Linked DNA regions of Mus musculus: all the other regions are linked to region 3. A link is a contact called in public promoter capture Hi-C data. All regions are on one chromosome and are shown on one strand. The core of a region is the stretch at or near the end of the contact, and the rest is flanking DNA. Distances in the headings are between cores, read along the strand shown. Region 1 overlaps Gm21885 (predicted gene, 21885). Region 2 has its middle 8.1 kb from the start of Tob1. Region 3 overlaps Mbtd1 (mbt domain containing 1).

What was found. Capture Hi-C pulls out chosen DNA fragments and counts their contacts.
Region 1: a promoter capture Hi-C map of adipose tissue shows a contact between it and region 3. The contact joins two enhancer-like sites. A contact is called at or near these places in 12 of 484 Hi-C or Micro-C datasets (LSK cells, cardiomyocytes, conventional dendritic cells and 6 more), 1 of 115 datasets of contacts at active chromatin or transcription factors (embryonic stem cells) and 3 of 9 other capture datasets (adipose tissue, liver and pancreatic islet).
Region 2: a contact with region 3 is called in a promoter capture Hi-C map of adipose tissue. The contact joins two enhancer-like sites. A contact is called at or near these places in 4 of 39 promoter capture datasets (the C10 cell line, hippocampal neurons, neutrophils and 1 more), 1 of 484 Hi-C or Micro-C datasets (centrocytes) and 2 of 9 other capture datasets (adipose tissue and liver).

Annotation. Positions count from the first base shown.
Region 1 is chr11:94,284,382-94,287,704 of GRCm38.p6, reverse strand. It overlaps Gm21885 (predicted gene, 21885), which reads right to left. Exons shown (of 4, transcript NM_001378258.1): 3 at 2,874-3,049; 4 at 1,445-1,866. The coding sequence ends at 1,720. Among named protein-coding and RNA genes, the nearest start is that of Gm21885, 4.2 kb to the right of the region's middle. Within about 2 kb of position 1,549, at least 9 of the 459 cell types and tissues checked have an H3K27ac peak or open chromatin away from gene starts, as enhancers often do. A contact at or near this core is called in adipose tissue, where this site is marked.
Region 2 is chr11:94,201,912-94,204,893 of GRCm38.p6, reverse strand. No RefSeq gene overlaps it. Among named protein-coding and RNA genes, the nearest start is that of Tob1, 8.1 kb to the left of the region's middle. Within about 2 kb of position 1,618, at least 15 of the 459 cell types and tissues checked have an H3K27ac peak or open chromatin away from gene starts, as enhancers often do. A contact at or near this core is called in adipose tissue, where this site is marked.
Region 3 is chr11:93,906,755-93,909,677 of GRCm38.p6, reverse strand. It overlaps Mbtd1 (mbt domain containing 1), which reads right to left. Exons shown (of 16, transcript NM_134012.4): 3 at 741-874. Among named protein-coding and RNA genes, the nearest start is that of Mbtd1, 22 kb to the right of the region's middle. Within about 2 kb of position 1,622, at least 39 of the 459 cell types and tissues checked have an H3K27ac peak or open chromatin away from gene starts, as enhancers often do. A contact at or near this core is called in adipose tissue, where this site is marked.

The DNA.
Region 1 (3,323 bases), core at 300-2,799, 380 kb before region 3:
GAATCCTGAACACTACAGACAAGGCGTACACATGTGGTATCTTTTGTTAAATGGCAGCTAGGGAATGGGTACTCGTAAGCAGCCTTCCAAGGAAGGTTAACAAGAACATTTACTCTTTACGAAAAAATGATTAGGACTTGAAAAGCACCAGCAGAGGTGTGGGGTTTACATAGGCAAGCATTCATTCCTATAGTCCTTTCCCCCACGCCCTGCTCAGTGAGACTTCAAGGTGAGCTGGGGACAGCTGTGAGCTCAGTGTGCATGTAGGCGCAGGTCTTGATACTGGGGTTGGTCAGTAAAGAGAAAATGTGTAACTCCCTCCCCCATTGCCTGCTGCCCTCTTCTCAGTGCAGCACTGCAGCCGTGAGCTGGACAGGACATCTGTCAGTAGCTGGCAGTGCCAAGGGAAGTTGTGAGCAGTTAGGAGTGAGAGTGCTGACATTCTTCTAACCCAGCTAGGTTCCGGGCATCTTAGTCTAACGTTCATTCTGCTGCCTGGTTCATTCCACCTAAGAGTTATTTAATGGACTTGCTCCCTATGCAGGGACTTCATATACATTTAAGATATAAAGTAAACCTAATTGTGCATCCTCTAGAACCCCCAGGTTTTAGGACATACAGAAAAGGGTCTGTGCACCTGTAATGCCAGCATGTGGGAGGTTTGGGGTCATCCCCTCTACTACACAAAGTCTGTGCTCTTGGGGCTAATAGATCCCCATGCCCCAGCCTCCCTTCCCTGTCCCTGTTCTGTTTTTGAGTGGAGTATGCTTATTACTAGAGCAGGTAAGAACTTGGTCCTTAGCTTTATGAAAGGATTACTGTTTGCACTGGAACTAGGCACTGGATGTCACCTACTAGGTTCTGCCATTAGGATAGAGGATAACATTTGCCTCCTGACTAAGTTGTTTTTCAATTAAAATTGACTAATTGAAAACAACATTTTACAAATAATGATTTTTAGCTATTAACCTAAGCAGCCTTGAGCTCCTGCCTAAATTTTCCTATTGAAAGTGAAACACAAGGGAGTTGTCACTGAGGATCCATCCTGCCCAGTCACAGTTAGCTGTTGCTGAGCCACTGGAGCTAGCCAGCATGGTTTTAAATAGCCTTCTAACAGTTGTTGGGTATGGGTAATGCCTACTGTGTGTCCTTACCTTCCCTCTAATCTCAGCTGCTAGGAATGCAAATGGTCTATGAGGAGCCCTGGTGTTTTAACTAAATTCATAAGGATCAGAGGTGACGCTAGTCAAGGAGCAGTGGCTGTGCAAAGAGGAATGGTGAGGGAACGTAGGCGGGTTACCGCTGAGTGCTTATGAAGTGAGTTACTTAATAGCCACCACAAGTGGGCTTGAGAGCAGCTTGGGTATGATGACTGCCAGCCTCGGAGTGAAGCTAGGGAAGCTGCCACCGACTACAGTGATGGGAGCTGTTGTCACAGATTGTCTCGGGCTGGAGAAGTTAATTTACTCAGATCATAAGTCACTCCAATGGATAGGTAAATGAAGCTGGGCGTGCATCCGTGCATGTAACTCAGTCAGATGTCAGTATTGGGCTTCAGCACTTCAGAATAAACTTGGCCCCATGGGTGCCATGAGCTTGTGAAACAGTTCCTACTAAGAAGTTGCAGATGACATTTTTTCCAAAGTTCATTGTGGTTAGCCAGATTGTCACGTGGGCCTAGCCTCATTATTGACAAAATTACTGCAGACCCTTCTGGAGCTAGTAAGTCATTTTGGCAGCATTACTATTGTAGCATGGTGTCTCTGTCCGAGGTAATGCTGTGTGCTGAGTCCAGTCAGGGTTTCCACTCTTCACCAAGAGGAGTTCTATCTCCTGAAAGTCCTGGAGTCTTTGAATGTCTTTGTCCTACATGATGGGAAAGATTGAGGGATTTAAGAACACTATGTAAGTCACTGAAGTAAGGCAAACTATTACTGAGAGCTGCTTCAGATTGGCTTTTGTCTCTCCCTGGGGATGTCAGCAGTTGAATTGTTTTTTTGAGACAGTCTCTGCCTGGCATTCAAAGGTGTCTACCTCTGCTTCTCCCAAGTACTAGGGTCATCAAGGTGTGAGCCGACATGCCCAGCCTGATACTAACACTGTCTGGAAAGTGTGATCATCTTGTGACTTAATGATAATTTACAAAGGTTCTATCATTAAGGACTGAGGCATCAATAAAAAGGCCAAGGGCATTTCAGAAGGTTTTTGTCCTGGAACTTAGACTATAAGACCACAGATCTACTCACCTCCCAAGTGCTGGGATTACTAAAGGTGTGTGCCACCACTGGCCAGCTTGGGGGAAAAAATCTTAAAGCATGAAACCTGATATTATAACTTGAGATCTACATTTTCTTCCTGGGGAGAAAAATTCAAAGAAGGGTTAGAGAGATGGCTCAGCTGTTAGGAGCACTGTCTGCTTTTCCAGAGGTCCTGAGTTCAATTCCCAGCAACCACATGATGGCTCACAACCATCTGTAATGGAATCCGATGCCCTCTTCTGGTGTGTGTCTGAAGAGAGCAATACTGTGCTCATATACATTAAATAAGTAAGTCTTTAAATAAAGTTCAAAGAAACATTTCTGTGGATTGCTAGGCAGTAAGTGCAGACCATGTTCTAGTCTGAGGACAATATTGTCTTTATTAGCCAGAGATTGGCCCAGCTAAAAATAAAAGCCTTTAAGTTGCAGATCACTTGCCGCTCAAGCAGGCTTGTAACATGAGTAGAAAAACGGCTGGTTGAAAGTGTCCCAGTTACTTCATGGCTCTCCTGTAGGTTCTAGCATCTTAAACTTCACTTGGAACATAAAAACTGAATGATTGGCTTTGTGTCACTTCACCCACCAGAATGGTGCCTTCGGTGGTATGTGACCTACCTTCCGGAGCAGTGTGTTTGGCAGCTTCCTCATCTTCTCCACTTGTTCTGGGGGGATCCCCAGTTGAGAGCAGCTCACCTGGAGTAGGTTGTGGTAACTTAACTCTTGTCTGGGCAGCTCAATTTCAATGAAGTCATTTTCTCTGGAATCCTGAATTCTCACTTTAAGCACCAGCTCTGGTCACCCATAAATTCAACATAGTTTTTTTAAGAGATAAAATACCCATTTTAAAGATTGTTAACATCAGTTATTAGAGCAAAGATGATGCTAAGAATTGAACCATAAGTAGACTTGAAGTTTTTGCAGATATGCTGCGCTGACCGTAGTTTGTGCCCACCTGGCCAACTACTAATAGATTTGATTGCAGTTTGATGCCAGCCAGTCTTTCCAAGGTGTGTTTTTGTTTAGTTATTTGGAAAAGACATATGTCTTTGAATGCCATGTGTGTGT
Region 2 (2,982 bases), core at 369-2,868, 300 kb before region 3:
CTTTTGAGACAGTCTCTGTCACTGAATGTGAAACTAGGTTGGCAGCCAGCATGGTCCAGGCATCCTCCTGCCTCTGCCTCTGCCTCTGCCTCTGCCTCTGCCTCTGCCTCTGCTGTGGTTACAGGTGTATAAACAGCCACTCCTGGAGCTCACACACAAGCGCTTACCCACGGAGTCCTCTCTGCAGCCTCTGCCTGTGGTTCACTCCATGTCAACTCCTTCCTATCTTCCCTGACTCTGATTTTTATTTTCTTTTGGTTTTTTGAGACAGACTTTCTCTGTATAGCCCTGGCTCACTTAAAACACACTCTGTAGACCAGGCTGGCCTCGATCTCAGAAATTTGCCTTCCTCTGCCTCCCAAGTGCTGGGATTAAAGGAGTGCGCCACCACACCCGGCTGATTTTTTTTTTTTTTAATGAGTGACTACTATATCACCTTCCGTGCATTTGCAAGAATTCATTTAACCATTGTTGGACATTTGATGGCACTCTATACTAAACATTTTTATGTATAAATCTTTAGCTACAGCTCTGATTGTTTCCTTGGGAAATTACTTAGTCAAAAGGGAGACTACTTCTTCTCTCTCTACCCCTTCCCTACCCCCCCCCCCATGACTAATGACTAAACTCAGAGCTCAGTGTATGTTAGAACAGCTCTGCTCCTGGGCTATAGTCTCTACTCAAGAGGACATTTTCAAGGCTCTTAACACATAAGGTCAATCACTGTCTAGAAATACCATACTGTCTTACACTCCCAGTGGAGGTCAGTTCAGTCTCAATACACTCTTAGCCAATACTTTTCATTAAATATTTTTCCCAGTTGCTATGATTATATTTTTTGTTGCTTTAATTTGTGTTTCTTTGTTTATAAAGAGTAGGCATGTTTTAAACATTTCAAGTATTTACTCACATTATTATTGTTGTTGTTGTTGTTTCTATTCTTCTACAACATATCTCTGTGTGAGAGTACGGGTGCGTGAAAGTCTCAGTGCACAGGAGCTGGCCAGGGACAGCTTGTGGAACCTTTTCTTTCATGAGTTTTAGGAACTGAACTCGGTTGCGGGCTTTCCCAACAAGCACTTGACCCACTGAGCCAAGTTTATATAAATCTTTTAATCCCTGCCTCTTCTCTGAATTTCTGTGGGCAATCATCGTGCTTTTCAACTTGGTGAAGATGTTGCATATTGCAGACTAAATACATGACCGAACATGACCCCCGTCATAAACATTGCTCTAGAATTTGCCAAATATTACAAACCGGTGACTTTGGTGTTCAAACCTTAAAGGTTCGTTTCTGATCTGTTTATAGCATTCTGACAGACTCTAAGATTATCAAGGAACGAGGGGTTGCTTTGTCTGTTTGATTAGTTTGGTTTGGTGTTTTGAGACAGGGTCTCACTACGATGTCCTTGCCTTCTTCAAACCCACCATGTAGGCCAGGCTGCCCTGAAAATCAGAGCCCTGTCTTCCTCTGCCTCCTGGATAATAGGATTACCACTGTTCACTACCTCACCAGGGTAAGTAATGTCGTTTTTAAATAAAAGCAAACAGAAACCATTCTAGGCTGGTGAAATGGCTGGGCAGTTACAAATGTAAGCTGCTGAGACTGGCAACCAAAGTTCAATTGCTGGGACCCACAGGGTGAAAGGGGAAAACTCATTCCCACAGATTGTCCTGAAACCTCCGAGCGTGTCACACACACACACACACACACACACACACTGTGGATTTTTTTAAAAAAAAAAATGTTTTTTAAGTTCTACTGCTATTTGGTCAGGCCATTTCCCCTCTGACCTTTGCCACATGTCATACCACTCCCTGAGGATAGACTTGAGAAAATTCACTTGAATTTTTTTTTTTTTAAAGATTTATTTATTATATGTAAGTACACTGTAGCTGTCCTCAGACACTCCAGAAGAGAGAGTCAGATCTCGTTACGGATGATTGTGAGCCACCATGTGGTTTTTGGGATTTGAACTCCTGACCTTCGGAAGAGTAGTCGGGTGCTCTTACCCACTGAGCCATCTCACCAGCCCCCTCACTTGACTTTCAAGGGTTTACACCTGATCTTGGATCAATATAGACTGTGCCCATGGGCTCCCACTTCCATGCCATCTAAGTTGCAGTGAAGCGCAGTAGAGAAATACAAACTTGCAGTAAAAGGATTTGCGTTGGAGCCTTTGCACTTCTAGGTATTGGCTGGGTGTGGCCACCCCAGTTCTACTGCCAGGAGCCTCAGCCCTCCTGCAATAGACCAAGCCTTTGGCGCTCTGTGAAAGGCAAGTGGAGAGGTACCTGGGAAAACACCCTGTAAGCCATATTTTCTCCCTTTCTGCCTCTTTCTGCCTTTCTCCCCTCCCTCCTCCTCTTCTTTTTCTGTCTTTGCTCCTTAGATCTGTCCAAAACTCAAGTTCCATTGGGGTCAGCTCAGGGAACAAAGATAAGTGAAATTGCTTTTAAACTTCAAACAAATATTGACACTGTCTTTGGTGACACGCAGTAGTTCATACCATTTCCATCTTCCGGTTGCTTCTCTGTTTCTGGCTTTTGCATCCTAGATTGTTCCTTACTTCCTGGTTTAACTGTCCTATCTCCTGGGATGGATCATAAACATTTTGTTTGGACCGTATCTTTTGCTTTTCTTGACCTTTGCACACGAGCGTTCTAGGGCCTTGCTGTCAATCAATATTGACTAGTTGGTGGCTTTGCTGTGTCACTGCTTAATCCAATGGAAGAACACAAACTATTTGGACAATGTAAGTGGCCCAGAGTGGCTTGGGGTGCAGGATTCAGAGGTAAGAATCTAGAGAGGATGTGGGCCATTGCTGGGAAGTCAATATTGAGGGCCTTATATTAGGAAGTGTAGATTTTTGGCTCCTAAAAGATAGGAAACTATTGGAGAGTTTAGGTGGTGGTGGTTGTTGTTTGTTGCTTAGTACTGGCTAATTTATGTCAACTTGACACAGACTAGAGTCATCTAGG
Region 3 (2,923 bases), core at 373-2,872:
GTGCTATGTAATGATCACAGTACATTAAATGAGAGAGAAAAACTGTGATCATACAAAAGATAATTACAAAAATCAGTACTATAATGCCTTAAGAAATTTTTAGATGGTATGTTAACAACGGAGTTAAGTAAGTCAAGACACCAGTACTTGGTCAGCACTAATATATATATTTAAAAGAGGATGATTTTCTTTTTATTTCATGGATGTTTTAAAAAAGGTGAGTTATGTCAATCAAACATATTTGGTTAAGGTATCAAACTGGATGTACTCAAAGTACAAAGCTGAACCTGCTGTTTAAAGTTGGGGTTCACCCCAGCAATAAAAACCCTAAGAACAAAGAACAAAATCCAAAGTACAGAGCAAAGTTGAGGGAAGAAAACCAAACAGAAGGACCTCCAAAATGAATCATTCTCTGCCTTGATAGGAAATGAAGGACAAATTGGGGGGAGGACCACCAGAGAGAATAGCTGTTAAGTTCTACATAGAACAAGGTGTTTAATTGTACTTATGTGGGAAAAGGTCTTATTCATTTATACAGATTATTTACAGCTTATCTTGGATAGCATGCTTTCACTGTGTAAGATGCTTCAGTGTATACCACTCGTGGCTCATACATTCCTAACAGTACAGGCTGTAAACCACGGGCCCATGGGAAGAGGTGGAGTGCAGTGACTCAGTCAGATGACTGGGCGTGAAAGCCATGGGAAACAGGAAGAATAAGAAGGTTTCTGTACCGTTACCTGAAGTCTGGCCAGAATGCTTGCCTTCTTAGAGTTTGACGAGTAACTTCTTGAACAGGAAACACTGCAGAAACGTTTCGTTTTAGAGTAAAAAGCATCTCGCACACCGACCATCCCACACATCTCACAGGTAGCTAATCAATAAGAGAAAAGCATCGGCATCAATGTTATATAATAACATCAAAGTCTCTGCCTGTTTAATGGGATTTATCTAAAACTATGCAATGAATTATTTTTTCCCATCTCTTACACAAATGATAGAGAAAAGTTACAGCCAGGACTTGATGCTGCTGTGGTGGTGGTGGCCCCGAAGTCCAGTAATTCCCTGAAGGCCTAGAGGCTTTAAAACGGTTGAGAGTATGCTGATGCATGTCCCCGAGAGTGAGTGTGTGTACCTGTGTGTGTGTGTGTGTGTGTATCTGTGTGTGTGTGTATCTGTGTGTGTGTGTGTATCTGTGTGTGTGTGTATCTCTGTGTGTGTGTGTGTACCTGTGTGTGTGTGTGTGTGTATACAGAGACAGACCCTGTTTTCAACTAAGATTTTTTCCTAATGCTTATCATGTGATAGCAGGCATTTTCATACATATTGATACATATATTTGTTATGTGTTTTGAATTTTAGCTTTTAAATAGGTTATGAGGAAGAGGACTGCAATGTAGTTGAGGATTAACAAAATGATAGCAAAAGCCTTTGAAACACTGCAAAAAAAAAAGGACAAGTATTTAGAAAAACTAAGAGGATCCTGTCAAATTATGTTCAGAGGATGTAGAAGGATGGGGCAAGCTTCAATTTTGAGGTAGAAGTCGACTAGTAACTAGTTGGGCAAGAGACAGCTAAGTTTCTGGTGGGTATTACATAATGCTTAATAGTTTAAAAGGCAGAATTACATAAACAAATGTCACAAGAACCGAAATCCAAGAATGACAGACAGAGCTGGGTCTGTCTGTGCAGCCAGGCTGAGGCATAAGGGCTGAGAGGTTGAAGGTATACCTCAGCTGCAGAGTGAATTCAAGGCCAGTGTGGTTAACTGTAAAATCCTGTCTCGCTAAAAAGTGGGCTGGGACACAGTTTAGTGGCAGGAAAGTAGCATTCATGAGGCTCTAGGTTTAATCCTTATTATGACCTAAGGGAAGCTGGGGAAGAAACCCAACAGGTTAATAGGTTAATGTCTCACCCAAATGGTTAGGCTAAAGCCACCTGTAGCATAATGGTACTTACGAATACATGAAAAATGGAAATAAGACAGAATACCCAAAATCTAAGGCTTTGTGTCCAGCAGAGAAAAAACGGAATAGTTCCTCGTACACATTCTAGATCATTAAGAGATCGCTAATTATCTTTATTTTAAAAAAGGCTATCATAGTGGTGCACAGTTTTAATCCTAGCACTTGGGAGACAAAAGCGGGCCTGGTCTCCACAGTGAGATTCTTTCTCCAACAAAACAAAATGAGTCAAGTGGACAATGAATCCTTGACAAGAATTATACAACGTCAAACTGCACTGCTCCTTTGTGATATGATTTTCCACACTGGTGTGACATCACCAAACCACAGCAACAACATGTAGCAATAGAAACTAATTTTTTGTTGTTGTTGTTTTAAGACAGGCTCTCACTATGTAGCCCTGGTTGGTCCGGAATTCAGGTATTCACTATGTAGAATGGCCTTGAACTTACAGAGCTCTGCCTGCCTCTGTTTCCCAAGCACTGGGATTAAAGGTGTCCACCAGCATGCTAAGGTCAATATTTCTGACATAAGTTTTCAAATAGTTTTGTTAGCCATGACCAAGAAATATCAGTTGAAGTAGTATACACCTAGGAAATTCTTCTTTTCTGGTTTGTGGTGCTAGGTAACACAGTATCTTTCCACGAAAGAAAGAGCCCTACTGCTGTGCTGCATATCTATCTTTCCTTTCATACGTGTTTTTTTTTTTTTTTTTTTTTTTTTTTTTGAGACATAGTTTATCTCTATGAAATCTTGCCTGTCGTGGAACTTGCTATGTAGACCAGGGTAGCCTTGAACCCGGATAGATCCTTTTACCTGTCTCCAGAGTGCTGAGATCAAAGGAGTGCCCCATAATGCTTGGTCCTATGATCATTTTAATTAATTGGGTTATCCTTTGTTTTGTTCCCCAGACAAGGTCTCATTATATAGCCCAGGCTGGCCTCAAACTCTCAATTGCT